Regions from separate parts of the Mus musculus genome. Here region 1 is linked to region 2. The links are chromatin contacts, called in public ChIA-PET maps. All regions are on one chromosome and are shown on one strand. The core of a region is the stretch at or near the end of the contact, and the rest is flanking DNA. Distances in the headings are between cores, read along the strand shown. Region 1 overlaps Bcl11b (B cell leukemia/lymphoma 11B). Region 2 has its middle 150 kb from the start of Gm33236.

Region 1 (4,195 bases), core at 149-2,648, 420 kb before region 2:
GGTACCAGCAGGATGCTTATGGATTTGTAGATGGCTATAAGTGCTCAAGGAGCCCCGGTTGACATTTTCTCTGTGACATTGTGAAAGATGTTTTTAGTTTTTGTTTTTGTTTTTGTTTTTATTTTATTTTATTTTATTTTTTGAGTGCTGGAAGATATGGGGATTGGCAAGTACTCTATCACTGGGACGCTGAAATACACCTCCAGCCGGAGGGGGGGCAGTTTAATTTAATTTAATTTTTAGATTCATTTGTATTTTATTCTGTGTGTATGGGTGTTTTGCCTGCTTGTGTGTTTGTGTGGCATGTGCATACCACGCCTACAGAACCCAGAAGAAAGCATCAGATCTGCTAGATCTGAACTTACAGACAGATAGCTGTGACCTGCTGCGCGGATGCTGGGAACGGAACCAGCGTCCTATGAAAGAGCAATCAATGCTCTTCACCGCTGAGCCACCTCTCCAGCCCCATGGGGAGGGGGACAGTTTTTAAGTGAACATGAGATGTACTTGTCACCTGAATAATGGTTGTACTGGTTGTCATCATGAAACTGTGGAGAGAGCACTCTTAGCAGTTATAGGGGGTGTGCGTCTCAGGGGTTGGGGTGGGGTTTAAGTGATGAAGCAAGACAAGACCAGCCTTCTGTTTGGGTTCGGGGTGAGGAGGATCACTGTGAGACACCCAGGGGTACCAATTACTGTCCCAGGTTCAGCCACCTCACTGCCATGTGGTCCCTTCACTAGGTCTCCCAAGCAGCATATGTCACCAATATGCTTTTTGGCTCTGTAAAATGACTCCCGTATTCCACCCTAGAGTGAATGCCTGCCACAGGGTAGACATAATGGGAGACTGTCCAGGGACAATCAGTGGCCTTCCATGAGAGGGCACTGTCAACATGGAACCATTGACAATGTGACACACGCAGGGAGGCCTGGGAAGGTGGTGATGGCACGGTGATTCTCTAAACTGCTGTCCCCGTGGTCTAGCATGATCATGTGATCATGATCCTCACTTGGCTTCCCTCAGAGGTGTTAGTGAACAAGGGTGACATGAGCTGAGGTAGCGATAATGCTGAGTGAGCCGTGCAGTGCTTTGTGGTTTACTGAGGAGCCCGGGCGGCCCAGACCAGTTCCCCTGCTTGATCAGAGGTGTCCTTTAACATTTGCTGCTTTTGAGTCAAGCTACATTACTCTTCTTCCAGGCCTTAAACCAAAAGGCATCCCTGAAACACTCAGAGCCACATACAAGGATGGGTAACAAACCCGCAGTATATAACACCTACTGCCACATTTATACAGCAGTGAGCGGTGGATAGAGGGAGGACCTCACAGTCCCCAGGCCAAGTAGGAAGCAAGGCTCAGAGAGGTGACATCTCATGTTTGGCTACACCCTTTAGAGATCAAGTTCCAAGTGTTCAGTGATGCTCCTATGGGGGGTGGGGAGTCTTGTCAGAAGAGATCTGGGGTAGGAGTCTGCGTTTGAAACTCCTCAGACAACATACTGAAAGAACAAAGAAGGCTCAGTGTGTGTTCTAAAGATCTATGAAAGTAAGGAGGGAGGAAGCAAGAAAAGACACCGCAGGGCCCTCTCTGGGTTCTGAGCTGCCCCGTGTGATTTAGTGAGACAAACGCAACTGACATTTCTAGGTCTGTAGGCCAGGATTGGTGCTTCTGAAGTCATTTGGACCCAGCAGTTAGCATCATTAGCTGCAGCCGCTACAGCAGTGTAAGGCTAGTGGACCCTGTCCCAGCCATTAGCAAAGCAGCCACCGCCCACTGCAGGGCACGCACTGGGCCACCTGCGTGCAGGTATCTCTCTGAGTTCGATGCAGCAAGGACGGGTTTGGGATGAGCTAAGCAAGCCCTGAGTCTGACGCAACCTGCTGTCTAAGGCTCTTCTTGTCTAAAAGCAAGCCATCTGTGCCTGTGCTGTGTCTATAAAATACTTATTCAGTTCCTGAATAGAAAGACGTTCCAAGTGGCTCGCCAGAGACTCTCTGACGTTGTTTAGTTCTTAAAAGTGAGCAGCCCCATACTCAGGGCTATTTGTAGGCGAGAGAGAGCCATGAGGTCGTCACATGTAAACGAACATTTTATTTTAAAAAAGAAGGGGGTGGCTGGAAAGAGAGTTGTCAAGGGAGGGCCTTCAAGGGCTGGGGGATTTATTTTTTCTTTCTGTCAGGTACTGGGGGAGGCTGCTGCCTATAGTGAGTGAAGCCTAGAGTTCTGTAGAGGGACACTTAGGGGCTCTGATGAAGATAGCTCTCACCCCAGGGTGACAAGTGGCCCTGAAATCTGACCGGACAAGTAGTCAGCCCCCTTTCTCCTCACAGTTTAACTATGGAGGTGACATCTGGGTTCTAGAGCATGCAGGTCAGAATATGTGTGCCCTTCTCTCTGCTTTTCTAAAACATGGAATCGGTTATGGCTACCTAGTTACATAGTCTGCTTTGGACTTCGGTATTTGTTGGATAGAACAGTCTAGAAAAACATGTGGCCACCAGATAAAGAGACAGGAAGTACTTCAGAGCAACTCAAGGAAATGGAGATGCTGAGAAGAGATGGGCCCCAACTTAAGAACACCCCAGATCTCAGCAACCATCCTCTGTAAATCCATTACTTAGAATGGCTGGGGCCCAGAGAAGGGTACAGAAACACCTTTAATTTGATATGTGACCTCCTAGGACATGGTACTTCATTTGTGTTGATAGCTCCAATGTGTCTGAAAGGGACTTGTATTTACCTTCTTAAGAAACACATACACACACACACACACACACACACACACACACACACACACACACACACGATGTGAGGAAGAGTCTGAACCTGTCTTCTGGCCAGCATTAGCTAATAAGCTGAGTATGGAGCAGTCAGGGCTTTGGAGAGGCACGGCTCCTGTTAGCCTAACAGTCTAGTCACAAGCATCGTGGCTACCCAGACCTTGTGAAACCAGGCTAGAACAGAAGATTCTCGCTAGAGGTCATGTTGCCCAACACAGACCCACCCAGACAGGCTGGGACAGCTGGCGAGAGCAGTAGCCTCTGTTCTCCCAGACTGTTTCTGTTTGTTGTCGTTTTGTTTAGTTCTGCTGGAGGGTCTGGTGTGGAGGACTGTACCAAGGGCCTCATATGCTAGGCAAGCCCTGTATCCTGAGCTCTCTGGTGGCAGTTTAAAGGATGGAGTAAGGCCTGGAGAGACGGCTTTCTGTAAAGGAATGCTGTGCAGGTTCGAGAACCCGAGTTCCAACCCTAGGATGCACATAAGAAACAAGGAATGGTGTCATTTACTCCTATTCTTAGGATGCGGGATGTGGGAGAGGACCTCCAGGACACACTGGCCAGCCGGTCCAGCCTAGTCTGTGGGCTCCAGGTCCCAGTGAGAGACCCTGTCTCAAAAAAGGGAAGATGGCGCCTGATGGAGAACAACACTGGAAGTTGTCCTCAAGCTTCCTCATGCATGTATATATACACACATTCATGCACACATGAACACTCATGTACAGCAGAATGAGGCTGGACTTCCAGGATTCTCTTATTTCCGTCCGTCCTTCTCTGCTTTGCTCCCCTCCACACCAAACCCACAGATGCAGTATCAGGGGATGTCGGGAAAATCCCTGGCTTGCAAAAGCATGTCTTGGATTCCAGGGCTACTTGCCCTGGGCCTGCTGGTGCAATGGTCCAAGTGAATCCCAATGCTGCCCCAGGTTGACACGGTACTTCTCTGTGAGTCCTGGCCGGCTGGCAAACCTAACTTAGAGAGGTGCATGCTGGGAACAGAGGCTTCAGAACATACACACACTGTGGGGGTAGGGGGTGCAGCGTCCTATGAAGTGTCGTTAGCTGACAGGAAGTGAAGATGTTGTCTACCCAGGATTGTAGAAGCCCCAGGTTAGGCTGGTGGTACAGCAAAGGTGGTGGCTTCTTAGGTCCATTTCCACAGCCCTGTCTACTGTAGGGTATGGTAACAGCGTTTGTATTGGCTTTGCCGGGGAGTTTGAAGCTACTGACTTAGTGTCAGTGTTGATATCTGTTTGATAGAGGCAAGTTTAAACGGAGGAGACGGGCTTTTCAAGACTCAGGCTGCCATACTATGTGCCAGGTCTGAAATAAGAGGCCTGTTCCTACCGCTTTGGAGATGTTACATCCCATGATGGTACACAGGCCTGTCCATGCCTGTCTTGCTCCTTTAAACTATT
Region 2 (3,909 bases), core at 1,316-3,815:
TTCAGCCAGCGATCCTTCAATGCCAATCGGGGCCCTCACATGCTTGGCGTAGATTTTGCACGAACTTAGTCCCACCTGGTAAAAAGCACAGCAAAAACAACGAGGGTGTGCAGGGGGTGGGGGTAGGAGGGGTGGCAAAACCTGTGACAGTGTTTCACGTCACTGAGCTGTCAATGAAGTGGTGAGGCTAGTAAATTTTAGGGCGCATGCGTGCGCATGCGTGTGTCTGTAAGTGAGCATTCAGATGCATGAGCATCTATGTGGAGGTCGGAGGTCAATGTCTGATATCTTCTCAAACACTTTCCCCTATTTTTTAAGCCAGTCTCTTTCACTGAACACTAATCTCATCAGTTCAGCTAGGGTGCTGGCTATTGAGCTCTGGAGACCTCGCCCCCCCCCTCCACTTCTGTCTTCAGCTCTTCAGCACTGGGATTGGAGATGCACGCCATGTCGTGTCCAGTTTTTTGTTTGTTTGTTTGTTTGTTGTTTTGTTTTGTTATTGCGTTGCTGTGAATCTGAACTCAGGGGTCCTTGTGCTTGTAAGACAAGCCCTTTGCCAACCAAGCCCCTCCCTCAGCCCAGGGGAGCCCCTCCCCCAGCCCAGGGGAACCCCTGTCCCAGTCCAGGGTTATGTATACTTTAACACAGTAAACCAAGCAGGCAAATGTTCATCTGTTCCCTGGACTGGTGTCTCTATGAAATGTGACTTTCCAGCTCCTTGCATATCAACCTGCTGAGTTTGAGTCAGCTTGGGACTTGCAATACTTCAGGGACCGTGGAAAAGCAGACTCTGCTGGGGCCAAGTGCCTGCTGGATTTCTGCCTTGCGTGTCTCCAAGTTCTCTTTTGTAAATAGCTCAAGCAGGCCTTCTGCACAAGAGCAGTAGATGCTCCATACACCCTCTTGGCCCATTCCCACAGCTAAGGCACCCCATGTACATGTGAGGGCTCTTCTGGCTGGACCAGTACCATCTAATCCAAGCTGTCACATGGACACTACAGTAAGGACAAACCCGGGGAAGGTATTTGAGCCCCGACCTGCTTGGCCCAGCTCCCATTGCTATTATGAGAACAAATAAATTGTTATTTTAAGCTAAATCTAGGTTTTTTTTGGGGGGAGTGGGTACTTGCTGTATTACAATAGGCAAAGGACACCCCGCATCCCTTATATGTCTGTGTCTTGGAGCTCCATGTCCATTCTTATACTCTGGAGTCAGGTGAACATCACACAGAATGAGAGCTGGTATTCCTCACCCTGTCTCCAAGCACGTTCACTGCCTTCAGTCAGTACCACTTCCTTGACGTCCAAGCAGGTCTCCCTGTCTTCATTTCTGTACCTACTTACCACCACCCTCCCCATCCCCACTCAGGCTCACATTGACAACCCAGCTGCATGCTTCCTGCTGCTTTTGAGCCTCAGGGAGCAATGCACTCCTAACGACTGATGCAGGAGAGAGCATGTGTAGATGGACCTTTGGCTAATGACCTGACTCTTGCTGACACCCGCCACGGACGTCATACCTAGCATCCTATTAAATGCTCAGTAGTCAAAATCAAGCATGATATCATCTCTTTTGACAGACCAAGGGGGCCAAGTACAGTAAAATTGGTACCAGGTTGCCTATCCACAGTAAGGGTTGGAGAGCAAACAGCTGAATTGCTAGCTACCAAGTCCTGTGGTCACATAGTTGGGCTAGTAGATGAAGGGTAAGATTCATGCTACATGTGAACAGTTGAGGTATTGAAAGAAGATTGGATTGCTCCTGTGAGTTCAGGAAAGGGTGAATGAGTGAATAGATGAATGGATGGCTGGATGATAGATGAAGAATGAGTGGAAGCATGGATTCATAGATGATAGATGGGAGAATAAGTGGATGGATAATAGATGAATAGTTGGATAGATTACTGGATGGATGCAGGATGAGTAGAGATGCATGGATGACTGGACAAACTGGTGGATGATTGGATGGCAAATGGATAGATGGATGAATGGATGAATGGCAAATGGATAGATGAACGGATAGATGAATGGATGGCAGTTGGTTAGATGGATGAATGGATGGATGGATGGCAGATGGATAGATAGAATGCATAGCCACTGACTAAAGGAATGCTGAATGTTTGGATGCACAAGTGAATGAACCAGTAGGTAGATACCGCACTTGGACCTGCAGGGAGATTTTCCTACTGGGCAGCCTCTGGCAGTTCTAGTTGCCAGTCCCCTGCACCCCACCCCCCAGCTCTTGGTGCCACTCCACTGCAGGCTGCTTACAGGCTCCAGCTGCTATAAATCCAATTTCCCAGAATAGCTCTGAGAACACACTGCCGTGGAGAAACACCGGGTGGCTGAGTCCACTCCAGGTAGACAAGGGGCTCTTCAGAGCCTCATTATAATCAGCAGACAGATCTCAGCACTGGCTGTTGTCTCTCTTACACCTCCTGACTTTCAACAGGCCCTTGGCTTCCTTCCTCCCTGGGTCTTAGCTCAGCAGGAGGCTTAGTCTAAGCCTGCACCTCTACCTCTGCGGTGTGTGATAAGATCTCCTGCCCCAGCCTGCCACATGCCATACTCTGTGACTTCCCAGTTCTGAGCTGGCCTCCGCACATTTACTGTAGAGCTCAGGTGTGGCCATTCAAAGTCCTCTGCCAGCTGACTGTCTTGAACTCTTTAAGCATCCTCCTCTTTCTCTCCCACCCAATCACTCGCCAGCCACTCATTGTTCTTCTCTTGGACTCATTGACACCCACTTTCCCTTTGGGGTCTCCCAAGTCTATTCTGGACAGCCCATTTAGGCTCATCGCTCATTGCCAATGCCACTGGGTTCTGAACATGACCTTTCACCCTCTCTCACACAGCCATTTATTACCATGCTCCGCCTTCCATACTAAGCGGGGAGCTCCTTACAGGCATATTTATATTTGTATTCTAGTTCATTGATTGCTGTTGAATATGTACATTGCAAGCTACAATTACCGATCATTTTGTGACAATTACTGTCTATGTTTTTCTGGTGGAACAATGAGATTGGAACTGTTCAGCATGGTCTCTGAGGTTTTGCTTCAGCTAAACCCTCATTCATGTCTCCCCTCTGTCACTAGCTATAGGAACACCAAGTCATGGCCTAGCCCGAGGTTGGCTGCCAAGTAAGCTGCAAACTGTGTGGGATCGAGGTGGATGGCTGAACCCTCCCTCTGGCTCCCTTGTCCCCTCCCTCAAAAGTTGAAATAACGATACTACATGGATCTGTGCAAAAGTTTGCAGTAAATAAATGAAGCAGCTAGCATGTACAGCTGTCACATTTTCATTTTTTTTTGTAGTGCTGAAGATGGAATCTAAGACCCCATGCATGCTGAATTGAGTCATGCCACTAAGCCTTAGAATTGTCTTGCTGTGAAGAAGACAAACCAGTTTGAATATGTTGACGTATTCTAAGAACCCTGTCTTGATTGTGGTCCCGAATGGTCACCTCACTGACACACACCCAGTCGTTAATCTCAATGTATCAGTTTCCTTTGCATCACTGTGACAAAATATCAGAGACAGCAGCTTAAGGAAGGCAGGAACAAAGGGTTTATGTGAGCTCACAGTTTGAGGGTACAACTGTCAGGCTGGGAACGTCCAAGCAGCTGGTCCTACTGAACTAGCTATCAGGGAAACAGACAAACGCTCTGCCTCTCCTCCCCTGCTCCCCTCCCTCTTCCCTCCTCCCTCCCTCCTTCTTTTCAGTCCAGGACCCAAGCCCATGAAAAGATGCCGCCCACATGTAGGGTGGACCTTCCCATCTCAATGACCCAATCTAGAAACTCTTTCATAATCACATTCACAGCTCTGTCTCCTGGCTGGTTCTAGATCTTATCACATTGACCACATTAATCTTTACCCTGACAACCATGACTACAGATGTGGGAG

What was found. ChIA-PET counts read pairs in DNA pulled down with a chosen protein or histone mark.
Region 1: a contact with region 2 is called in an RNA polymerase II ChIA-PET map of memory CD8 T cells, with 4 times the contacts expected there. The contact joins two enhancer-like sites. A contact is called at or near these places in 1 of 484 Hi-C or Micro-C datasets (cerebral cortex) and 3 of 115 datasets of contacts at active chromatin or transcription factors (T-cell acute lymphoblastic leukemia, double positive thymocytes and memory CD8 T cells).

The regions. Positions count from the first base shown.
Region 1 is chr12:107,918,619-107,922,813 of GRCm38.p6, reverse strand. All of the region lies in intron 3 of Bcl11b (B cell leukemia/lymphoma 11B), which reads left to right. Among named protein-coding and RNA genes, the nearest start is that of Bcl11b, 83 kb to the left of the region's middle. Within about 2 kb of position 1,398, at least 43 of the 459 cell types and tissues checked have an H3K27ac peak or open chromatin away from gene starts, as enhancers often do. A contact at or near this core is called in memory CD8 T cells, where this site is marked.
Region 2 is chr12:107,495,722-107,499,630 of GRCm38.p6, reverse strand. No RefSeq gene overlaps it. Among named protein-coding and RNA genes, the nearest start is that of Gm33236, 150 kb to the left of the region's middle. Within about 2 kb of position 2,565, at least 15 of the 459 cell types and tissues checked have an H3K27ac peak or open chromatin away from gene starts, as enhancers often do. A contact at or near this core is called in memory CD8 T cells, where this site is marked.